4 separate regions of the Mus musculus genome follow, and regions 2, 3 and 4 are each linked to region 1. Evidence: chromatin contacts called from public HiChIP or PLAC-seq and promoter capture Hi-C data. All regions are on one chromosome and are shown on one strand. The core of a region is the stretch at or near the end of the contact, and the rest is flanking DNA. Distances in the headings are between cores, read along the strand shown. Region 1 overlaps Zfp746 (zinc finger protein 746). Region 2 holds the start of Zfp212 (Zinc finger protein 212). Region 3 holds the start of Zfp282 (zinc finger protein 282). Region 4 holds the start of Pdia4 (protein disulfide isomerase associated 4).

Evidence for each region. Promoter capture Hi-C pulls out the DNA fragments that hold promoters and counts their contacts. HiChIP or PLAC-seq counts read pairs in DNA pulled down with a chosen protein or histone mark.
Region 2: a contact with region 1 is called in a promoter capture Hi-C map of embryonic stem cells. The contact joins the promoter of Zfp212 here to the enhancer-like site in region 1. A contact is called at or near these places in 7 of 39 promoter capture datasets (the C10 cell line, cranial neural crest, embryonic stem cells and 3 more), 4 of 484 Hi-C or Micro-C datasets (LSK cells, embryonic stem cells, extraembryonic endoderm stem cells and 1 more), 3 of 115 datasets of contacts at active chromatin or transcription factors (embryonic stem cells, epiblast stem cells and extraembryonic endoderm stem cells) and 3 of 9 other capture datasets (adipose tissue, liver and pancreatic islet).
Region 3: a contact with region 1 is called in an H3K27ac HiChIP or PLAC-seq map of embryonic stem cells, with 4 times the contacts expected there. The contact joins the promoter of Zfp282 here to the enhancer-like site in region 1. A contact is called at or near these places in 1 of 39 promoter capture datasets (embryonic stem cells), 3 of 484 Hi-C or Micro-C datasets (brown adipocytes, nephron progenitors and pancreatic cancer cells), 8 of 115 datasets of contacts at active chromatin or transcription factors (bone marrow-derived macrophages, effector CD8 T cells, embryonic stem cells and 3 more) and 3 of 9 other capture datasets (adipose tissue, liver and pancreatic islet).
Region 4: an H3K27ac HiChIP or PLAC-seq map of embryonic stem cells shows a contact between it and region 1, with 4 times the contacts expected there. The contact joins the promoter of Pdia4 here to the enhancer-like site in region 1. A contact is called at or near these places in 13 of 39 promoter capture datasets (the C10 cell line, the HPC-7 cell line, the SN4741 cell line and 9 more), 6 of 115 datasets of contacts at active chromatin or transcription factors (the SCID.adh cell line, embryonic stem cells, large pre-B cells and 2 more) and 1 of 9 other capture datasets (liver).

The regions. Positions count from the first base shown.
Region 1 is chr6:48,063,259-48,066,288 of GRCm38.p6, reverse strand. It overlaps Zfp746 (zinc finger protein 746), which reads left to right. Exons shown (of 7, transcript NM_001163475.1): 7 at 1,337-3,030. The coding sequence ends at 2,457. Among named protein-coding and RNA genes, the nearest start is that of Zfp777, 17 kb to the right of the region's middle. Within about 2 kb of position 1,633, at least 33 of the 459 cell types and tissues checked have an H3K27ac peak or open chromatin away from gene starts, as enhancers often do. A contact at or near this core is called in embryonic stem cells, where this site is marked.
Region 2 is chr6:47,919,281-47,922,594 of GRCm38.p6, reverse strand. It overlaps Zfp212 (Zinc finger protein 212), which reads right to left and starts at 2,027. Exons shown (of 5, transcript NM_145576.2): 1 at 1,846-2,027. The coding sequence starts at 1,869. It overlaps Gm52899 (a long non-coding RNA gene), which reads left to right. Exons shown (of 3, transcript XR_003956427.1): 3 at 1-153.
Region 3 is chr6:47,875,848-47,879,209 of GRCm38.p6, reverse strand. It overlaps Zfp282 (zinc finger protein 282), which reads right to left and starts at 1,655. Exons shown (of 8, transcript NM_146175.3): 1 at 1,374-1,655. The coding sequence starts at 1,538.
Region 4 is chr6:47,811,793-47,814,991 of GRCm38.p6, reverse strand. It overlaps Pdia4 (protein disulfide isomerase associated 4), which reads left to right and starts at 1,480. Exons shown (of 10, transcript NM_009787.2): 1 at 1,480-1,775. The coding sequence starts at 1,688.

The DNA.
Region 1 (3,030 bases), core at 384-2,883:
ACTTAAACAGCCTTTCTTGAAAATACCCGTTTCTTACAGACAGTTCCTTGTTAAAATAAAATAAAATAAAAAATCCATATTTTTCCTCCAGGCCCTTGCGCCCGGGATGACAACTGTGAGACTAATTATTTATTAATAAATGTCTAGGCCACAAGATTTGGCTCATTCCCTGACTAGTTCGTAACTGATTTAACCCATTCAAACTGTTCTATGCCTTCCACATGGTTAGTTAACTCACCTCAGCTTCATGCATCCAAATCCAGGTCCAATCTCCCTTTATAATAACCTGAGTTCAGCTATATGGCTGGTTTACCTCCACGTCCTCTGAGTTCCGGTCGAATATCCCGCTTCCCTCTCTATTTCCCAGAATCCTCTCTCTTCCTGCCAGTGTCCCACCTCCTATTTCCTGCCTCACCTTATTGGCCATAGGCTTTTTTATTGACAGGTATTGGCTTAAAAGAGATTCTCCCTATAGTTCTTTCCTCAGTTAGCCAGTCTATTCAGATAAGCAGAAGTCTTAGAAGATAGGCCTTCCCCATCCCCCAGGCAACCTGTGGCTTCCAGGCACAGTTGCATACAAACAGAGCTAAAGCCACTTCTAGATACCAGTACTGCCAAAGACAGCAGAAGCCAGAGTTGGGAAGAACAACGTTCACATTCTTGTATTCGTGTTCTTTTGTTTGAAGGCCAGTATTCTGTTACCTTAATAAAAAATTTCTGTCATCTTCTTGCCACCCCCCACCTCAAAATATGCTAAAACACTGAGAGTCCTGTTATGGGGCCTTGAGGTTGAAATTCAATACATTTCTATAAAGTCAAACAGTTCTACTTGTTCGTTAACATTTTGGTCATCAGAATAACTGCAGTACTGTGTACCAGATGGTATGCCCAGGGACCTTTCCATGTGTCGTCCTGGCTAATCTTGCAGCCCCATGAAGTTGGGCATTCACAGTGAAGCTGTGGCTAAGAATGTGCCTGAAAGCTGTACAGAGTCCCAGACACCTCAGAGTGCAGGCCCTATTTTTAGTACACGACGACCATTCTCAAAATCTTTTTTAGAATAAATTTGTAATTTACTTTAATGGCCAAAGAAAGAAAAAACAGAATCTGGGGGCCAAATTTGAGGGCTACTTTTACTGTGAAGTCACCAGGCCAGATGAAGCTTTTGGCTAGCCTCACCCAGAGTGGGGTGCGCATTTTAGAACGGTAGTGAGGTCCCAATGTGGTGCTCCATAGGGCTGAGTAATTGCCGAGTTTCCAGATGAAGGTGTCTGACCCATTTTGTCCTTTAAAAGTGTCCAGAATGATCTCTGCCCTACTCTCTGTCTTTTCTCAGCAGATGTAAAAATTGTTATCAAAACAGAAGTCCAGGAAGAGGAGGTGGTGGCCACACCTGTTCATCCCACGGACCTGGAGGCTCATGGGACTTTGTTTGCACCAGGCCAAGCCACAAGATTCTTCCCTAGCCCTGTCCAGGAAGGAGCCTGGGAAAGTCAAGGCAGTTCCTTCCCCAGCCAGGACCCAGTGCTAGGCCTGCGGGAGCCCACTCGGCCAGAGAGGGACATTGGTGAGCTCAGTCCTGCCATAGCACAGGAGGAGGCTCCTGCCGGGGATTGGCTCTTTGGCGGAGTCAGGTGGGGCTGGAATTTCCGGTGTAAACCTCCAGTGGGCCTGAACCCGAGGACGGTGCCCGAGGGGCTCCCTTTCTCATCTCCAGACAACGGAGAGGCCATCTTGGACCCCAGCCAGGCCCCAAGACCCTTCAATGATCCCTGCAAATACCCTGGCCGGACAAAAGGCTTCGGCCACAAACCGGGGCTGAAGAAGCACCCGGCGGCACCACCCGGAGGCCGGCCCTTCACCTGTGCCACCTGCGGAAAGAGCTTCCAGCTGCAGGTGAGCCTGAGTGCCCACCAGCGCAGCTGCGGACTGTCCGATGGGGCGGCCACGGGGGCAGCTTCCACCACTACTGGAGGCGGAGGTGGTGGCAGCGGCGGAGGAGGAGGCAGCAGCGGAGGTGGGAGCAGTGCACGGGACAGCAGCGCTCTGAGGTGTGGGGAGTGTGGTCGCTGCTTCACACGCCCTGCACACCTCATCCGCCACCGCATGCTACACACTGGTGAGAGGCCCTTCCCCTGCACCGAGTGCGAGAAGCGCTTCACAGAGCGTTCCAAGCTCATCGACCACTACCGAACGCACACGGGCGTGCGGCCATTCACCTGCACAGTGTGTGGGAAGAGCTTCATCCGCAAGGACCACCTCCGCAAGCACCAGCGCAACCACCCTGCAGTGGCCAAGGCGCCCGCACACGGTCAGCCACTCCCACCACTGCCGGCTCCTCCCGACCCTTTCAAGAGCCCCGCAGCCAAAGGACCCATGGCCTCCACAGACCTTGTGACTGACTGGACTTGTGGCCTAAGTGTTCTGGGACCCAGTGATGGTGGTGGAGACCTGTAAGGACCCCAATCCTCCTGTGGCCCTTGCAGGCCACGAATGTACAGTCCTGAGTGCAGATAGCAGGATGGCCTGAAAGCTCAGAAGCAAAAAGGGAGACTTGGCAGAGAACCAAATTTCCATGTTGCTGAACTGATCACTGGAAAAGACTATCGATGCAGCCTCCACCTTAAAGTAGAATTCCAACTGTGAAACTCAACACCGTATAGGATCTTAAGTAATTTAATTACCCATTTTTTGTTTTTTCTCTTTAATTCTTGAGGAAAAAGCTGGAAAACAGTAGCAACAACCAGTTAGATTTTGAGGTGTGGCTTTCAGAGGTGTATGTTCACCGTGTCTTACCAGTGTTAGAAAGATGGTCAGTGGGAGAAGGGCACTCCCAGCCATGGACCACACAGCCCTATGGGAGGTTGAGTTCCAGGTCTGTCCAGGCATGTTGGGGCTTACACTCAGCAGTAAGAACCCTACTAGAAGCAGCCCTTACCTTCTGAAAAGACCCTTTAAGCCAAGGCCTGACTTTTTCCTGTTTTGAGCCATCTGTGGTACCTGTCCAAGGTGGTAACTCCACTATAGTAG
Region 2 (3,314 bases), core at 778-3,277, 140 kb after region 1:
TCTGGACCCAAAAAGCCAAGATGCACAACGATAGGCCGCCCACTGGTACTGTCCAGGAGTCTGGAAATGAGACACTTCTAGGGGTCTGGACAGTGTTTGTTTTCTCTGCCAGTTAAAGAATTAAAAGGCGGGAAAAACTCAAGCCCCCCAGGTACCATCAAAAAAAAAAAAAAAAAAATCTCAAACACTACTGACAGAATCCACAGTTGAAGAAAAGTGTTTCCTGGGAGTGAGGAAACACATATGCAGCAGACAGAGAAAAAGATATTCTGCAAAGCAGGGGAGGGGGAACTCAGGAAGCTACCAGATCTGGGAGGCTGGAGCTTCATCCTCTAATTTAGAGCTGTTCAGGTGAAGATGGCTGATTGCTCATAGTTGTTGTGCAATAGGCCATGAACTTGTAGAGCTAGTCCATCAGCAGGGGACCTGCTGGTGGGAGACAAAAGACTAAAAAGCCTTTGCTTTAAGCTGCCAGTCTTGCCTCAAGTCAGGAGCATCAGGAAGATAATGTCCATCTTGGAAATCTGTCTGCCTAGCCAAGGCCTCTCTCCCTATCTGCTTACCCTGCAGGGGGTCTGTTTAACTCCTGGTCTCTTATTTACACCTGGATGCACAAGTAGGATTGCTCCAAGTTCAGAGCCAGCCTGGTCTACCTAACTGGTTCCAGGCAGCCAGGGCACAAAGTAAGACCTTATTTTGAAAGATTAAAAAACAAAAACTAAACAAAACAAAAAGACAAGAAAAATACTTATGCCTGTAATATCTGCAAGTTGGGAGTCAGAGGTAGGAGTTTACAGTCATTCTCAGATAGGCTAGGCTGGGGCACATGAGAGTTTGCCTCAAAGCACAACCACTACCAAACAAACCCCAGCAGAATGACTTACACCTGTAAACTTAGCACTGGGGAGGCTGAGTCGGGAAGATTGTCATCAGCTTAAGGACAGCCTGTGAGGCTCTGTCTCAACAGTGAAAAGCCAGTTCAGGTCCATCTATCCTATTTTCCTATGTTAACCTCTACTGTGACACAGTATGAGGAGACTGGAGCCAGAAAAAAAAAAACGTAAAAATGCTTACAAGGAACTCAACATTCTCAATTCAAGTTAAGGAGACAAAGGCCTAGAGAAGTGAGCATAGACTGCCTTCCGAAGACCATGCACTGAATATATAGATAGATGAACGCTGAGTTACGGAAGATATTCCTCAAACCAATTTTCAGTGTCTTCACATTCTCTGAAAAGAGAGACAGCTGGAAGAGGCGGTAAGCGGATAACAATGCGCACCCACAGTTTTGTAAAAACAAAACAAAACAAAAAACAAGCAAGCAAACAAACAAAAACAGCAAATACACCAGTCCCCAAGGAGAGAAGGCTTCAACCTGTGGCTGCAAACTCAGTACAGATAGCTATGGCAGAACATGGCAACCGGAGCAGAGCCCCACTGGTCGGAGAGAAGCCCTAAGTCCTGGGGTCTTCCGTAGCTGAGCTCAAAGGCAACAACCCAAACCCAGGGTTTTATCCCGCGCCTTCACTCCAACTCAGAAAACGAGTCCCTAGTTGGCACGAAGCAGGAAAATATGTGGGCGCAGTCACAAACAATTCAAAAAGCCTCGCAGAAGTTTCTGCGGAAAGACGCAGAGCATCCGGGCTCTGAGCCTGACGCAGAAGGACCCAGGGAGCAAGCGAGCGGGCGGGCGGGCGGAGGGCGAGGGTACCGGGAGGGAAGTCAGCATCCGCCGGCGCCAACGGCCGCGGAGGAAACCAAGCCTGCGACCGAGCGCCTCAAGCCCCGCCCCGGGCAGGGCGCTGTCTCCCCCAAGGCCCTCCCGAGCCGGCCGGAGCACCTTACCCGAGTAGGCGTCGACTCCGCCATGGTCGCAGTCGCCCCACAACACCGACTGGCGGGATACTGCTCGAACTGTACGCCGCTCCGCCAGACGTCCTCACCCTCCTGGAAGCCGCCGCCGCCGCCGCCGCCGCCGTGTTGATACAAGGTGCATTCTGGGAGCGCTCCCCACCCCCAAGAAGAGCGGCAGCGGCTCCTCCTACCGCGCGGTATTTCTGTTGCGCCACTGTGCTCCTGGAAGGGGAACAGCAGCCTGGAAATTCAGTCATTGAGTGTGGGGTGTAAGCGTAAGGATTCTCAAAATCAAGAGCATTTTCTGAATTTGAGTCCTGCACTCCGCGAAATGCTTTAAGAGATTCAAATATGTGCAAGTTTAAAAAGGCGCGGGAAGGAGAGAGAGAGAGAGAAAGGCGTAGGGAGGAGAGCGTGGGGACTAGTAGAAAAGGAGGCTAATGGGGGTGGATGTGAACACCATACGTTCTGGACTTGCATGCAATTGTCAAAAATAAAAATAATTTTTAAAAAATGTGTACAAATGTGTACACCCTTTTCTGTGAGGGAAGAACACAGCTGAAGCTAAAGAAAAGGTGAATTCTCATAGGCAAGTGATTTTCTTCCATGCTCACCTATGACTTGGCTTTTTCTGGTCAATCCATTATAGAGTGTTAATTATGGTAATCACTTGCATTGCAGAATTCAAGATAGCCTTAATCACAAATAATTAACCTAGTCCTCACCGGGCAGTGATGGCTCATGCCTTTAATCCCAGCACTTGCGAGGCAGAGGTGGATGGGTTTCTGAGTTCGAGGCCAGCCTGGTCTACAGAGTGAGTGCCAGGGCTAGAAACCCTGTCTCAAAAAAACTAAATAAATAACCTAGTCCTCATGCCAGGGTGCCAGGGTATTAGAGGCAATGTGTTCTGCATTCTGGCTTGGAAACATCTGGCCACATCATTACCACCCCAGCGCTCAGGTGTTTGAGGCCAGCCTCAGCTATATAGTGAGTTTTTGACTAGCCAGAAATATCTAAAGAGACATTGATCCAAACAACACCCCCAAACCCAGTACTTGCAGTACTCAAATGCCTCATTTCCATTACATTGTCCTGGACATGCTGAGTGAGAATGACATGAGTTTCCACTAAGTGTGAATAGCTTCCTCTAAGAATTCAAGTACTCTCACTAGACTGGTCCCTTCTTCATTTTTCTGCAAATGATCCCTGTCTACACTGACTACAACTAACAACTTTCTCTAGAACCCAAGCCGATGGCCTGCTGAAAAAAAAAATTCTCAGCATCTGTTTTAACAGGCACTTAAAAACCTACATTTATATTAAAATAATAATAATTTTTTTAAAAGCGCTGACTCATTTAAGCCCCCCACAGCAGTCTGGGTGTGTCTGTGCCTTCATTTTATCTTTGTTTGTTGCCTTTGTTTGGATCAAATTCCTGCTTGACTCCATAACCGTGTCAA
Region 3 (3,362 bases), core at 406-2,905, 190 kb after region 1:
CCTGATGAGGGGGTTCCCCATGGCCCAGAGCCTGCCTCTTTCTCTTCTACTAGATATAGGCTGTGTGCTGAGCTCTACAACAGAGAAAGAAAAGTGGAGGTTGGTCAGGGTGTGCGGGATGACAACACAGACCAGAAGATATGTCCCTTTCTCTCTTGGTTCTCTCTGCTTCTGGTGAAGGGGCCCTCCAGTTGGGAAAAGTGGAATCCTATTGCTTTGAAGTGAGCCGGACTGACTGGCTTTTGACAATCACATGAACTATTTTCCTCAAACTCTGAGAAGCTGTGATAGCCAGAAGACTACCCCACAGCATCTGAGAATTCCTCTCTGACATGGGAGTGAGAACAACAGGACCCTAGGAATGCCAGCCCCTGCTGGGTCCTGGTGGCTGGATGGCTGTCAGTGCCATCCACTGGGCTTATGGAGGCTTCACCGGGGCCTTGTTCAGAGAAGGGGATAAGACTGACAATGGAAGTGTAGGAAGTCTGAGGCTGGTTGCATTTCCGCAGGTTTGAAGACCTACAGTTGGTCATTTTGCTCAAAAACAACCAAAGGTCTTCATATTGACTTGTCAAGTCTTAAGTCCTGACTGAGAATCAAATGGGAACACAGGGGTGGCTTCTTCAGAGTCCAGTCTTCAGGTAACTCAGTCTCCCTTCTGAGACAATGATGTTAAACCACGTTAACCCTTCTCCTTGTGCTGTATACCCAAGGCCGTGCCAGCTAAGTCCTAGGCACCCTGAGATCTCCTACGGAGCCTAAAGAAACAACTGGAGCCTTCTCTCTCACCCCCAGGACCCCAAGACAACGCTCGGGGATGCGGTTTGGGCGTAGTCAGTTGTCTTAGGCTGCTCTGGCGATTCCAATATGCAGGCAAGTTTGCCAACCCAAGATGACAAAGTCCCCTCCCAGTCCCTTCCCTGGCTCATCCGTTCTACAGAGGAAAAGTGGGCTGCTCTTTATAGTCGGAAAAAGACAGCAATAAAACAGCTTTAAACCCTTTTATTAAACTGGCTACAGTGTAAACATGGTTAAACTGTTCCCTCTGTGGGCCGGGAATAGGCCTGCCGCAAACCCAGGCGGGTCGGACGCCAAGAGGAACCCGAGTCCCTGCTCAGTGAAGCGGCCACTACCGCGCTAGGTCCCGGGCAACACAGCCCCGGCTTCCGCATCCTGCGGGCCCCGGGTCCCGGCCGCACCGGCCCGGACAGCGGCACCGTGGCAGCGCGGCAGGGCCTGGCGCTCCGGGCCTGCACCAGGCCCGCTCCGCCGTTCGCCCGGGGCCCCGGCAGCCGCGAGGCTCCCCGAGGCCCGGCCCCGCCCCGCCCCCACGGCAGCGGCGCGGCCATGGCGCCCGCGGGCGCTGCACCCACCTGCATGGGCGGCATTCCCTCGGCCATTTCCGCGCGTAGCGCCGGCTCCTGGTGGCAGACCTCCTCCGGGGGCAGAGCCTGGGCCCAGCTCCAGCTCCCGCTGTCCAGCCCCAAACCCTGGATGCCCAGCTGCTGAGGCTGCGGCCGTGTTGACACAAACTGCATCCTGGGAGTGCTGTTCCCCGCTCGGGCCGGCCAGGGAGAAGAAGAACGTTTTCCAGGCGCCTTCCCCCTTGCCGGGGCCGGACAGCTCCATCTACAGCCCGTAGGAGCAAACAGTCCCCTTCGGTGGCGCTCCCCGCCCTTCGCAGCCGGCGCGCCAGCCAATGGCCTCGGAGCTCCTGCCCGCCTGCAGGGCTGGACGGGGGCCACTCCAGGCTGGGGGCCACCGCCTCCCCCAAAGAAATCTGACGGCGACCGCCGGCCTCTAGGTCTGGCTGGGGTGGTCGATCTTCACGTCCCAAGCTGCGGCCTGGACAGTGGGGCTTGCTTTCTGTTACTTCTAGGAATGCATTGGACATCCCAGGAGAAAATGGTGCCTCACCCTTGTAAAAATTTTACCCAAATATTTTCTGAACACCTACTATGTGTCAGCTTTTGCTTAGGCATAAGGTGGGGTTTTTTTGTTTGTTTGGTTTTTTTTTTGTTGTTGTTGTTGGTTGGTTGGTTTTTTTGTGGTTTGCATACTCTTCTTCGGTTTAAATTGCAACATTGCCACTGGCTGTGATTTTTTTTTTTTTTAACATTTACTGTCTCTGAACCTCCTATGTTCTATATAAATAGGGTGGGGTGTTATGTTTGTCTTATTTTAATGTTGAAAAATTAGGAACTAATGCCTGGCACATAGTAGGCTCCCAGATACTTTTGCTAGATGTGGTGTGCACACTTTTTATTCCTAGCACTTGAGAGGTAGAGGTAGGTGGAGTTTAGGGCCAGCCTGGTCTCCATAATTAGTTCCAGGCCAGTCTAAAAAAAAAAAAAAGTAATTACCCATCAAAGATAAATCCCTGTAGGTTATCTGTAGCATATTGTCCACTTTGTCTTCCTAAATGGCCAGTCCTTATCTTGTCTGGACTGAGCTCTCTAAGGCTTATCACCTTGTGGAAAGTCAGACCTGGTGGAAGCCATGAGTTCTACTACACTTAAACTTGAGAACAATATGAAGCTACGGGGAAGGGTGGGGTGCCAGAGGGGCTATCTTCAGAAGGACAGTTATCGAGTGCTTTATTAGGTATGCTTCCAGGATATATGAATGAGTATTTCATAGACTCATATTATCCTCTATGAAGGTTATGCTCCAGAAGTCAGTGATTTTTTTTCCGTTTCCTGGTTACAAGTTGTGCATGCATGCAAGTGCATATATCTCACTGTAAACATCACGTCCACTATTAGTAGAGGAACCGAGTAAGCCCAGCCTGGGAAGCTCCAGGCAAATGCTTTTCTACTGGCAACCCACATCTGAGAAGACATTTTCTGACCTATGGGATATCAACTCTATATTCTCTTTTCTAGAAATGAGAAACAGAGGACTAAGTTAGTCCCAAGTGTTTAAGCTATGTCCTCAGGATAAAATGATTACTATGTCCCTCCTTAAGTATGTAGTGAGTCATATCAATGTTCCTTTTTACACAGAAAGACAACAACACAGTGTGTCTAATCCAGTTTCCTCGCAGGTAGACTTTCACACAGCCATTCACACTTTTACTGTGTAGCAGAGATTAGGCTTAGGCTGGGGGTCTAGTTCACAGTATTGTATGAACAAAAAAACCAAAAAACAAAAAACAAAAAAAACTCAACTTAAACTGGGCGATGGTGGCGCACGCCTTTAATCCTAGCACTTGGGAGGCAGAGTCAGGAGGATTTCTGAGTTCAAGACCAGCCTGGTCTACAAAGTGAGTTCCAGGACAGCCAGGGTATACAGAGAAACCCTGTCTCAAAAAACAAACAAACAAACAAAAAAACAACAAAAATTTCAACTTAAGCAGGCTC
Region 4 (3,199 bases), core at 231-2,730, 250 kb after region 1:
AACACTCTTACAGATAAAATAATAAAAGTTAAAAGAAATGGAGCTATTTTTGTTTTATGTTGGAGGAGAGGTCATAGGTTTGTGTGTATCTGGTTTTGTTTGTTTTGAGACGAGGCATTACTCTCTTGTCCAGTTTAGCTTTGAATTTCTGGGCTAAAATGATCTGCTTTAGACTCCAAAGTAGTTGAAACTACAGAAAAGAATTATATCAGAATAATAAAAAAGGTAGAACCATCACTGAGTTCTACAGAAAACACAAGAGACTGCAGTAATCTCTTGTGGTTTAACCTAGATAGAATCAATCATAAACCTCATGAATCCAGAGCATGTAGGTTGTGTGCCTGTCTAGTCTTAATTTAGTTTTCAAAACATATAATCTGAACTTCTGGCTGTGGACATGCATGCAGGAATTGTCACAGATACACTAGTAGATAGACAATCCCAATGGACTACTTCTCTAGAGAGAGATCTGCAGGAGTAAAGGAAAACACATATTCAAATTGGCCTAGGAACCTAGCCTAATAGTGCTAAAATGACAACCCAGGGGAGTAGTGATAAATACAGCTCATTTTCTCCTCCTGTATACATCAGAAAATATTGCAGGACTCTCTAAGATTTATTTATTTAGCCTCATTTGTCTTCTACGTCATATCATATGTTAATCCACAGGTGCTAACCCTAATGCCAGTACAGCTTTCTTTTCTGACATGCAAACCTAGTTTCTTTTCCAAAACACTCACGGTTATTTCTAGATCTAAATCACTAGATTGGTTATCTCTCTCTCTCTCTTCAGAAAAATCATAATACAAGGCAACGTTCAGACAAGACTCTGACTTATAGACTTAGTCATGGAGTCCAAGTTGTAATTTTTCTTTTCTTTCTTTCTTTCTTTCTTTCCTTTCTTTCTTTTTTTTTTTTTTTTGCGACAGGATATCACTAAAAGTCATGGGTCTCTGCCTCCACAGACCTGGAGTCAGCCCACCCAGCTCTGAAACAACTAATCTATTTCATATACCTCTCCGAACCTAGTATCTAGGAAAGAAACTCAAACTTTTATATGCTCAACAGAAAAAACAAGAAGCCAAAGAACAGGGGAACAGAGGCGGGATCTCTGATCTCACTTTTTCCCAAAAGTTCTGTCCTCTTTAGTTTCCTGCACAAGGACAGCCTCAGACGGACGAGCCTACACATGCACCCCACCATTTCCTTGAGTTTCTTACACGTGTTCTTCCTGCCAAGCTTGGCCAAAGGGAGCTGACCTCCCAACCAATCCCTCCCCTCGGAGTGCTCAAGCCCCGCCTCCCTGTGCAGGGCTGGTTGCCTTTGTTCTCCCCCGCACTCTTTCCGGACCTGGGCGCTCCAAGCAAACCGAGTGGCAGCCCGTGATTGGTGGTCGCGGCACAGCCAATCAGAAGGGGGCACCTCACACTAGGGCTCGGAGTTTTAAACGCGGAGCTGAGGGGCGCGCCCGCGCGGAGGGCTCAGGCAGCGGGGCGGGGCGGTGTAGGCGGGGCGCCACGGCTCTCGCCCTGATTCGTGCGGGGATTGGACGGGCCGCGGCTTCCTTACCTCCAACCAATCACCGGCCTGAACTTCCTGGAGGCTTTGGTGCGCTCCGGCGTCGCTCGGGAGGTCGGCGAGTGCTCTGCGGTGGCCGGTGTCTGCAGGCCCAGCTCTGCACCCAATCATGAAGCTCCGGAAAGCTTGGCTGTTGGTCCTGCTCTTGGCGCTGACACAGCTGCTGGCTGCTGCGAGCGCCGGAGATGCACACGAAGGTGAGCGGGAGGGCGGGTCGGAGGAGCAGCTCGCGTGGGTTGCAAACCTTGCTGGGGCCTGACAGGGTGCTTCGCTCACACCCCTGCGGAATTAGTGACCCGGTAGCAACGAACTTAATGGAGTTTCAGTGTAGGGCCGAATCTAGGGGTGTGGGCCTCTTTAGTTCCTACCTGAGACTAGGACACGGAGGGACGTGCCGAGTGCCTGGTTCGCAGCTCGTCTCTTTACCCTCACTACTGAGATTTGCCCCTTTGTTGAGTAAAATTTTCTGGAGAATACTCTCGTTTCCAAAACCGGTTTTAGAAAACGGAGGCGGGATGGCCGCTAGTAGGACCTGGAAGAGGCAGTCGCAGATACTGGGCATCTATATCAAGAAGTAGAAATAACTCAGGCTTTGTTTTCGTCTTTTATGGAAACTGGAGCTGCCGTATACAAGCATTTTATTCAGCGCCTTTTTTTGCCAGTCGCTGCACTGTGTTTTGAAAGTCGAGGCTGGTGGTGCATGTATTCTAGTAGGAACAGTATGTGTAACTCATAGACGTTATGCCCGCACCCTTTCTTCGAAATCCTCTACCGAAAACATAAAAACTTTGAAAATAGGAAGTACTAGTTAACGTTGTTCCTAGAGAACGGGTCTGATCGACACCTTTCCCTTCTAACCACTAACTTGTTGCCTACTAGGTTTAGTCTAATATAAACAAACCCCATTTTTAAAGTTTAGTGTGGAGGGGGAATGTGAACTTTATACTCCTAGGTTGAGTAAGATTCCTGTGGATCATTGATTTATGAGTCTTTGCCCAGGTAGGAAAGAGTAGAAATGAAGAGACTGCTGAAAGGGGCCAACTATCCGTCCTACCTATGAGTATATCTTGGCACTTTTGTCCAAACTGACTGAGGGCTCATTTCTTATAGAGACCCAAAATACATTGAAACAGAAAGAGGGCAGAGTCTTCATTTTAAGCAAATTTTTCACTTTTCAAAGCAGAATAGGCTTTGTGGGGGACACATGAAAGTTTGAGAACCAGTGTAGTTTGGTGTATGCTTTAAGAACGTGTTAAAAACTACACGGTTGTGAGACAGTGGTCAGTTTTAGGGTGATGTATGTTTGTTTGTTCAAGATGGGGGTCTCATTATGTAGCTTGGAGCTCATCATGTAGACCAGGCTGGCCTTGAGCTCAAGAGCTCTGCCTGCCTCTGGGCAGGGGTTAAAATGCCAGGAAGTGTGAAAAGTGTGACTTCTTGAGAGGCCTGGGTGAGTGGATTTCAAAGGTTGTTTAGACTAGCCAGTGGTATATCTTTTGGGTCACTGGTGCTGTCTCTGGGGGAGTGTTTGCTCTTGGTGAACCCAAGAATCCCTGGGGTGTCTGGGCCAAAGACAGCCCTCTTAGGCTAGGTTCTCAGGTTTGGTAGGGCTGGCAGTGTG